Regions from separate parts of the Callithrix jacchus genome. Here region 1 is linked to region 2. The links are chromatin contacts, called in public Hi-C maps. All regions are on one chromosome and are shown on one strand. The core of a region is the stretch at or near the end of the contact, and the rest is flanking DNA. Distances in the headings are between cores, read along the strand shown.

What was found. Hi-C and Micro-C count contacts between places; a contact is called where the count stands out from the background.
Region 1: a Hi-C map of skeletal muscle shows a contact between it and region 2, with 4 times the contacts expected there. The contact joins the promoter of DMC1 here to the promoter of PICK1 in region 2. A contact is called at or near these places in 2 of 3 Hi-C or Micro-C datasets (both in skeletal muscle).

The regions. Positions count from the first base shown.
Region 1 is chr1:209,475,262-209,480,064 of calJac240_pri, forward strand. It overlaps DMC1 (DNA meiotic recombinase 1), which reads right to left and starts at 3,266. Exons shown (of 14, transcript XM_017963708.5): 1 at 3,105-3,266; 2 at 876-956; 3 at 254-298. The coding sequence starts at 923.
Region 2 is chr1:209,054,558-209,059,698 of calJac240_pri, forward strand. PICK1 (protein interacting with PRKCA 1) reads left to right here and starts at 2,395. Exons shown (of 13, transcript XM_035272435.3): 1 at 2,395-2,679; 2 at 3,835-3,938. The coding sequence starts at 2,557.

The DNA of each region.
Region 1 (4,803 bases), core at 2,016-4,515, 420 kb after region 2:
TTCTGCCAACATCATTTATTCCAGTCACCTGACATTTAGAACATAGTTTTGTCCTCTGGGTACACTTGACAATGTCTGGAGACATTTTGGTTGTCACAGATGGAGGGGTGCTACTGATATGTAGTGAGTGAGTAGAGGCCCTGCAATGCACAGGACAGCTCCTTGCAAAAAAGCCTTATCCAGGCCCAAATGTCCGTAAGGTTGATGCTGAGAAATCCTGAATCAGACAACTTAGCATTGAAAAACTACTTACAATTCCATGTTTTTGTAACAGGTCAATATCTTGAAACAAAGATTCCTAAAGAAGAAGAAACAGAAAAAATGAAGTTTTGATTCTTCATATCCAGCTATTTCACATCTTTTAAAGAGGTGATTCAATACTATGAGTCACTCCAAAATTCCTCAAATTCCACTTCTCTAGACAGATTGAGGAAGGATCAATACTGTTTTTCAAACACATACTTAGAAGAAGCACCAATATTGAAAGGGCTTGGAAGTCAATTACCTTTGTCATGCCCTCCCTAAAATTTTACCCAAAAGACTGGAACAACATTTGACCTATTTTAAATATGTTCTCTCAACCTTCTTCCTTTCCAGATCCTAAACTCCTTCCTCTAGGACAAGGCTGCTATTCGGTATCACTGTGTATAGGTATCAGTATGGCCATAGCAGCTGCTAAGTTATTAAAATACTTTCATACCAGTTGCTAAGTAGCTAATCTTAGCATCCTTGCCAAAGAAGTTGTTACATACTTGCAATATATAACTATGTGTTATTTCTACTTTCAATTTCTAAAAATAGTAACTAACAGAGAAGGAACTTGATTTTTGTGGAATGACTGAATGTCTACATATCTTTCAACGCTCTAGTCATACCTCTTCATCTTGGAATCCTGGTTCTTCCACAACCTGATCCTCCTTCATATTGAAAGGTGAGCAACAGAAAAATAATCGCTTCTGGGAAAATAAGAAATATATTTAAGAAGTAGTCCTCTGAGGAGAGGGGAGCAGGGGGAAAAAAAGAGTAGTCCTTTGTCCTGAGGCCTCTGATTTCATTTCAAAGTCACCAAGGACTAGAAGAGAAGTATTTAGCTTGGAAAGACTAGGCCTGCCTATCTTCTTTCTGCAAGGCATGTGGCATTATTTCTTTTGTGTGTGTGTGTGTGTATGTGTGTCCTCACACTCACACAGGTGCCTGAGGGGCAAATTGGGGGAAAGACAAATTTTTTGTCTTTCCCCAACAGTGATATTTATCAGCTGATTTCCATTGCACAGCTAATCATGACTATGTAATATCTTTATTATTGCCTTGAAATGTTATTTAGAAGTGCATATTGCTTTTAACCCTTCTTGTTTAACAACATTCTAAGAACCTTGACATTATATCATTCTTCCTTGTGTCCTCCCTGGCACCTCCAACTTTGTCCTCAATAAATGGATTTTATTTTTCTCATTTATGATGAAGGCCTTCCTGCCTGCTATGATTATGAATGGACACTCCTGTGACATCTACCTTTTTGTTTCATAGAACATTAGCTATACTTTCTTTCACAGTATTTACTAGTTTCTTTTTTTTGAGGAGTCCTGCTCTGTCACCCAGGCTGGAGTGCAGTGGCACAATCTTGGCCCACTGCAACCTCCGCCTCCCGGGTACAAGTGATTCTTCTGCCTCAGCCTCCCAAGTAGCTGGGATTACAGGCGTGCACCACCATGCCCGGTATATTTTTGTATTTTTAGTAGAGATGGGGTTTCACCATGTTTGGTCAGGCTGGTCTCCAACTCCTGACGTCATTATCCACCCGCCTTGACCTCCCAAAGTGCTGGGATTACAGGCGTGAGCCACAGTGCCAGGCCGATTTTGTTAAGATTTAAAAATATGGTGGATACATAATATTAAAGCTGATAAAGCAGTGAAAGTCTTTAAGATTGTAGACTCAAAAAGAAATCTCAGGAATCCACGAACTGTGATTGTGCTTATTACAATAAAATGCCATCCAAATAATCATTTTTCTCGGTCTATTCCGTTTCCTCATTTGATACCAAAGTTAGGGGTTGGACCCTAGAACAAAGGGAACGGACTATTTTTTTTTTTTTTTTGAGGAGTCTAGCTCTGTCGCCCAGCCTGGAGTGCAGTGGCGTGATCTCTGCTCACTGCAACCTCTGCCTCCTGGGTTCCAGCGATTCTCCTGCCTCAGCCTCCCAATTAGCTGGGACTACAGGCGCGAGCCACCACGCGCAGCTGATGTTTTGTATTTTAGCAGAGACGGGGTTTCACCATGTTGGCCAGGATGTTCTCGATCTCCTGACCTCATGATCTGCCCGCCTCGGCCTCTAAAGTGCTGGGATTACAGGCGCGAGCCACCACGCCCAGCTGATTTTTTGTATTTTAGCAGAGAGGGGGTTTCACCATGTTGGCCAGGATGTTCTCGATCTCCTGACCTCGTGATCTGCCCGCCTCGGCCTCTAAAGTGCTGGGATTACAGGCGCGAGCCACGGACTATTATTAATTCTAAGGCAGAAGCAGGGTCTGACCACCGGGCACCGCAAACAGCAAAGGATGGAAGGCAACCAAGACCGTGTGGACGGGGTCTTCCGGGGTCTGTCCTTCAGAGGGCTACAAGTATGAGCACCCCAGCTCCGCATTTACTGTCCCCGTCATCCATTTCTTCTCCCCGGGATGAAATGAAAAGATTGTCCCCGTCTCTCACGGAGCCTTCGATGGACCGAACCGTTGGATTTAAGGGAGGGCTGCCCCATCCCCTGGCTGAAGGCCACCTCTGGAGGGGGCAGCAGCGCGGTCGGGTCGCCCTCGACGTCTCCCTCCGCAGGAGGCCTGGGCAGACCCCCGTGCGGCCGCCGGACGTTTTCCCGACACCGGATTCCCTCGTCAGGAGGACGAGGCGGGCCCTCCTGGACTTAGGTCCGATTCGATTTAAAATAAGGAGGTTGGAAATCCCTCAAGGTCACCAAAACTCCTCCCCAGGGGTCGGAGCGGAAAGCTCCAAGTCACTAGGGCCCTAAAAAAGGAGCGAGAAAGGGAAGCGCGCCATGGCAAAACGAGCGTCCCCTCAGAGTCTTCGCACGCCGTCGGTTTTTGCCACTTACCCCCCTCGTACCCAGTTTCCCCGAGATTTTCAAGGTGAAACCCCTCTGCCCCCGCCCGGCCTTTCCCGACAGTCCTCAGCTGACAGGATTCTAACTCGGACACAGAACGCGGAGCCTGGAGATCCGCGAGCCGCTGTCCACAGGGTTTGGCGCCAACCGACTAGGGCGGGGCGAGGACGGAGGGGCTGGGCGGGGCGCAGATGAGGAGGCGGGGCGAGGACGGAGGGGCTGGGCGGGGCGCAGATGAGGAGGCGGGGCGAGGACGGAGGGGCTGGGCGGGGCGCAGATGAGGAGGCGGGGCGAGGGGGAGCGGGCGGGCCCCCGCAGTGGGCGGGGCGGAAAGCAATGGGAGCTGGGCTAGGACCTAGGGGCGTGGGGGGCAAACGGGCCAGTAGCTGGGGGAACCCGAGGGTGTGGCCTGGAGGGGGCGTAGCGAGGAGGGAGCCCGGGCACGGCGCAGGGTGAGGGTTAGAGGCGAGGACCGAGGGGCGGGAAACGAGGAGGAGCCTCCTCTGGGAGGCGCGCTGAGGTGAGGGAGTGGGGGAGGGGCGCTGTGCAGGAAGCGCGCCGAGGAGAGGGACCTTGAAGGGAGGAGACTGTTGAGCTGGGGCGTCTCTCGAGGGGACCACCTCGCTCAAATTAGGGAGAGGACTCTGAGGAGGAAGCCTTGAAGCTGGGGAGGGGCGCTGAGCAGAGGTGGCCTACGGGTGCGAAAGGTCAGGGTCGCGAGGGATTGCAGCTGGAGCCTCGGGTTAGGAGTTCGAATCGGAGGTCCTTTTTATGAGACGGAGTTTGTCACTCTGTTGCCCAGGCTGGAGTGCAAGGGCGCGAACTTGGCCCGCCGCGACCTCCGCCTCCCGGGTTCCAGCGATTCTCCTGCTTCCGCCTCCCGAGTAGCTGGGATGACAGGCACCCGCCACCCTGCCTGGCTCATTTTGTATTTTTGGTACAGACGTGGCCAGGCTGGTCTCGCATTCCCGACCTCAGGTGATCCGGCCCCCCGGGCCCCCCGGAGTGCTGGGATTCCAGGCGGAGCCGCCGCGCCCGGCCCCGGGCTGGTTTCCATGGCCGGCGTCGGCTTGGCCCTGCTCCCGCAGCGCTCCTCATTGCCCACTCCGTGACTCTCCCCGTTCGCCACTCCTGTCTGTGATTGAGACACCCGAGGCCCATTCAGGGTGGAGAGTGATTTTCCTCTGCCTTAACTTGGAGTTTTAAATAGACTGCAGACGCCTGGCATATTTCGGTTCAGCTTTTAAATAGAAGCTGCGGGCCAGCCTTCGTGCCAGCAGCGCCATTGCTGGCAGCGCCCTCCTCCTCCCCTCACGCGGAGACGGACTTGACAGTCAGGAAGCATCTGAGAGAGCAGCTGCTAAGGTGGAGGCTGTGATGTATCTTGGATGAATCTCTGTGCAAACAGTTTTTTGGGTTCAAGACCTAGTACAGGGCGACTCCCCCCCCCCTTTTTTTTTTTTGAATCGTTTTGCTGGAATAAATAGCAAAACATTCCCACAATAGCAGTTGGCATTTGTGTGGGACGCGCCCCCCCTCCCCCACCAGGTGGATTGTTTCAGGAGCCACGAGTAACCGCCATTGTGCTTCCAAAACTGTTATTTCGCCCCAAACACAGCCATCCTCGTTATACGGAAATGAATGCCCATTTAGGGAAGGAACTGGGTGGTTTCACTCTGAGGCCTCACCT
Region 2 (5,141 bases), core at 1,145-3,644:
AGGATCGTCATCCTAACTCTACAGACACCAAGGCTCAGAGACAAAGGGTGACTTGTCCAAGGTCCTCCAGCCAAAAGAGAGGAGCTGGGATTTGAGCTGGAGCCACCCTGGGCTTCGGGAGCTCCAGTCTCTGTTACAGCTGTTGGATTTGAAGAATGCTGTTTTTCCAAAACCAAAGTTCAGAACCTAGACACAGCCTGGTGACTCCAGCCCTGTGGAGGAAACTTGGGTCACTGCCACCATCCCTGTTCAGACCCTCATCTCCTCCCTGAGACATCTGACCCTCTTGATCCCTCTGCCCATCCAAGTCCTCCCTCCCGGACCCAAAGAAAGCCTCATCTCACACTAAAGCCGCAGCTACTTCTGCAAGCGCTAGATTTGCGGCCAGGTATGTGCTGGACACCGTGGACGATTCAGAGAAGAGCAAAACAAGGCACCTCGCCCACCCCCATCAGGGACTTCCTGTCTAGCTGGAAAGACAAGAAGTGCTTACTTGGGTGATAGAATAAGGTATTTGAACTGTCTTTGTTCTCAAATAGATTCCTGGTCCCAACCAGACCCCCTGAATTGACTGGGGCATGTTCCTGTGCTGTGCGGGCTGATTCAGGTGACCCCTCTGCTAAAAACCTTAGCGGGTCATGACATTTTCACACCAATAGGTATTACAAAGCAATCCGATTTTCTTTTTCTTGTTTGTCACAATGACACCTGTTGATGGATTCCAAGTATCCTGTGGAAAGTGGGAGTGCCAGGGATTAGAAAGTCAGTAGAGAAAGAGGCCGGCCGAGGAGGCTCACACCTGTAATCCTAGTACTTTGGGAAGCTGAGGCAGGTGGATCACCTGAGGTCAGGAGATTGAGACCAGTCTGGCCAACATGGTAAAACCCTGTCTCTACTAAAAATTCAAAAATTAGGCCAGGTGCAGTGGCTTACTCCTGTAATCCCAGCACTTTGGGAGGCCGTGTTGGGCAGATCACGAGGTCAGGAGTTCAAGACCAGCCTGGTCAACATGGTGAAACCTCGTCTCTACTAAAGATACAAAAAATTAGCCAGGTGTGGTGGTGGGCGCCTATCGCCCCAGCCTCTCGGGAGGCTGAGGCAGGAGAATCACTTGAATCCAGGAAGCAGAGGTTACAGTGAGCCAAGATCTCGCCATTTGCACTCCAGCCTGGGCAATAAGAGCGAGGCTCCATCTTAAAAAAAAAAAAAAAAATAGCTGAGTGTGGTGGCAGGTGCCCGTAGTCCCAGCTACTCAGGAGGCTGAGGCAGAAGAATCGCTTTACCCAAGAGGCAAAGGTTGCAGTGAGCCGAGATTGTGCCACTGCACTTCAGCCTGGGCGAAAGAGCAAGACTCTGTCTCAAAAAAAAGAAAAAGTAGAGAAAGAGAACACAATAAAAAGAGGGACAGGGAGAAGCAGTTTATAATTTGTCAAGTTACGAGATCTGAGCCCCAAATTTAAGGGAGAAAAAGCCTTTCCAGACAAAACACAGACATGCAATAAATTACTCATCGCAGAATTGGCGCAGGAAAACCATGGAGCGATCTCACGAGGCCAAGTCATAGCAAACTGCTGAATGAATGATTCAGAGAGCAAATACTCAGGAGCTCAGAAAGGGAGCAACATATATGAGCTAAGCTTGTCTGCTGACACTGCCGGGAGGAGGCAAATTAGATCGGGGCCTGGAGGTAAGGGATGGATGAAGCAGAAAAAAGGGGCATCTTGCCCCCACCTGGGAAGAGGGGCCAGAGTGGGTAGGGGGTTTTGAGGTCAGAGTGACAGCTGTGCCATGCAAATTGTTTACAAAGCACTCATACCTGTTTCTCCTTTTAATCTTTTTTGTTGTTGTTGTTGAGATGGAGTCTCGCTCTATCACCCAGGCTGGAGTGCAGTGGTGAAATCTTGGCTCACCGCAACTCCTGCTATCCAGGGTTCAAGCGATTCTCCTGCCTCAACCTCCTGAGTAGCTGGGATTACAGAAGCGTGCCACCATGCCCAGCTAATTTTTGTGTTGTTAGTAGAGACAGGGTTTCTCCATGTTGGTCAGGCTGGTCTTGAATTCCTGACCTCAGATGATCTGTGTGCCTGGGCCTCCTGAAGTGCTGACATTACAGGTATGAGCCGCCATGCCTGGCCTTAGACTGTTGCTTTTTAAAACCAAAAGTCTGGCCTGGAAACAGAGCTTGGTTGTCCCAGCCCTAGTCTTGCCACTAGGATACCAGAGGAAGAGACTTCTCTGGGCCTTAGTTTCCTTGCCTGCACACTGTGGCTGGCAAGACTTGGTCTCTCCTCACAGGGTGGTGGTGAGCTTGAAAATCCTGTGAAAGTGATCTGACTGGAGAGCAGTGGACACGTGGGAAGGCTGTTGCTATCACGGCATTCTACACATCTGTCCAGACTCAGATTAGCTCCCTAAGGAGAGAGTAGGGTGGGGCTTCCATCGCCCGTGGGATATGTGGATATCCATCCTTCTGCATCTTTCCTCTGTGGCCCCTGGGGCAGCTAGGGAAGCCAGCTGGATGGCCCTGGCCCCGTGCTGTCGGGATGAGGTGGAGGCATGGCTGTGGCTCTGGGAGATCCAGCCTCCCGCAGGGAATCCACTTTACACAATAGCAGTGGCAGCAGAGGCTGGAGAGAAAGCTTCGACAGGGGAGCACTGATGACGTTTCCCGAGCCTCAGGTACATGGGGGCTGTGACCCTCCGTGGGACCCCAGGGTGGCTGCTCCTCAGGACTAAGGAAGGAGATGGGGGGGGTGAGAAATGTTTCACCATATACCATAGAAAGCATTGACCATATGGCCTTAGTTTACATATGGGGAAACTCAAGCACATAGAGGGAAGGGGGCATGTCCAATCTTAATAGCAAGATCCACTGAATACACCACTCCCGGCTCTCTGCTTAGTGTTCGGATGTTCAAAGATCCCTAGACTAGACTAGGCGGCGGGAGTTTCGAGGCCACAGTCCAGATATTATACCAACTGCGTGTGGCTCTGCACAAAATCACTGCCGGCTCTTTGGCACTTAAGTTTCCTCGCCTGCGAAACTGGGATGCGCTGGGACCTCAAAGGGCCTTTCTAGTAGGGGAGTCACAGGCCCAGGTGGTTAAGGGGTGAAAGGGCAGGTCTCGGGGTTTATACTCCACTGAGCCTCGCGGGAGGTAACCCCAGCTCAGAGATGCTTCCGTTGCCCTGGCAACCGCCACCCGGCGCGGGTCCCTGAGTGCCGCTGAGGAAGCTGGGACAAACCCTGCCCTTCCCAAGATGGCGGCGGCGTCAGGGCAAAGGGCGGGGTTAGACGCTGTCAGCCTGTCCAGACTTTTCCTCTGTTTCCGCTTGTTCCTACTAACAGCGAGCCTCTGCCAATACTTGTTCTTGTTCTTGGTTCCGAGAGTCCCGGGAGCGGGTGAGGGAAGGATTGTCTGCAGGGATTGGGGCAAACACCCAGCGGGGAAAGGGCGGGACTTCCGCGTCTTACTGGAAGTGACGTGATAGTCGCGGCCACCGCCAGGTGGAACGGCAGGTGGGTTCAGGTACCAGCCTGGCCCGAACCCGGCTCTGGGACTGACGCTTCCGGTGAGCAACAGAGGCAGCTCCCCAGGACCTGGAGACCCTTGGGCCGGGCTCTGGGATCTGAGCCCATCATCCTGGCCTTGAGTCCCCCCTTGTACCTAGTAAGAATCACCTACCCAGCCCCCCCTACCCGGAGATTGCCCCATCCCACTCCAGAGGGGAAGAAGAGGGCCCTGCTGTCCCGTATGAGGGTGGTGGAGGAAGGGGTGGTGTTGACATTCAGGCACTTCGGTTCCCTAAATCCTATGTTCCTTTCTCTCCCAGATCCAGTCCCCTATTCCCCTACCGAGCTGGGCAGTTAGCCCGCCTGCTCCAACTCTCGGAACCATGTTTGCAGACTTGGATTATGACATCGAGGAGGATAAACTGTGAGTATTTTATTCCCCCAAGTTCCAGGAGCATGGGAACCCCAAGTCCCTTATTTCCCTGGACTTGCCAGTCCCACAAACCCTTGCGTCTCAGCGGTGGAGCAGGTGTTGTGCTGAAGCAGCAGTGCACCCTGCTCTTCCAGGAGCTCACTATTTGTAGGGGACTATGGACAGTTAAAGGGATAATCACAGCTCGGTTCCATAAGGGCACTATTAGCATGACTTGGTGACAAGGAGAGAAAGCAGATGGAGCAGTGCTTCCGCTGGGGTGATCAAGGAAAGCTTCATGGAGAAGGTGGCAGTTGAGCCAGGTTTTGAAGGTTGGATAGGAATGTTGTAGACATACCTTCCTTCCCAACATAGGTTATTAGTAGATTTTCAGAAATTAGATTTGTCTTCCCATTACAATGTATCCTCTTTCGGATCAAGGAGTGAGTGCAATGCCTTTCTCTGCGCTCAGCGCTTAGTAAGGGGCTTGATGTCAGTAGGTTGGTAGCAAATGTTTTTTGAATGAATAAGTGAATCAGCGCAAGTACTTACCATGAAACACCAGTCAATGCTAGTTTATAGTGGAAACTGAGAGGTAATGAGGAGGTGGGAGGTGGATAGTTAACTCCTTCAGCAGGTAGCCGTCAGATTCCCTAGATGCCTGATAAGGTGACAAGGACAGAACCTGTCTCAAATCGCAGAGATCGAATGAATGAAAGGGAAGGGGGACCTATTTTTATGGAGTGCCTGCTGTGGATTGGGTTGCTGTTAGTGGCCTCCATGCATGGTTAGAAGAACTTGGATAAGGGTGCTCATCCCCATTTTATGGATGAGGAAATTGAGATGCACAGAGGGTAACTTACCCAAGTTCCATAGCTGGCCAGGTGCAGTGGCTCACACCTGTAATCCCAGCACTTTGGGAGGGCAAGGTGGATGTATCACCTGAGGTCAGGAGTTTGGGACCATCCTGACCAACGTGGTGAAACCCCGTCTTTAAAAAAAATAATAATGATAAAACAATACAAAAAATTGGCCGGGCGTGGTGGTGGGCACCTGTGACTGTCATCCCAGATATTTGGGAGGCTGAGGCAGGAGAATTGCTTGAACCGGTGAGTCAGAGGTTACAGTGAGCCAAGGTAGTGCCATAGCACTCCAGCCTGGGGAACAAGACCAAAACTCCGTCTCAAAAAAAAAAAAAAGAGGAAAAAAATAAAA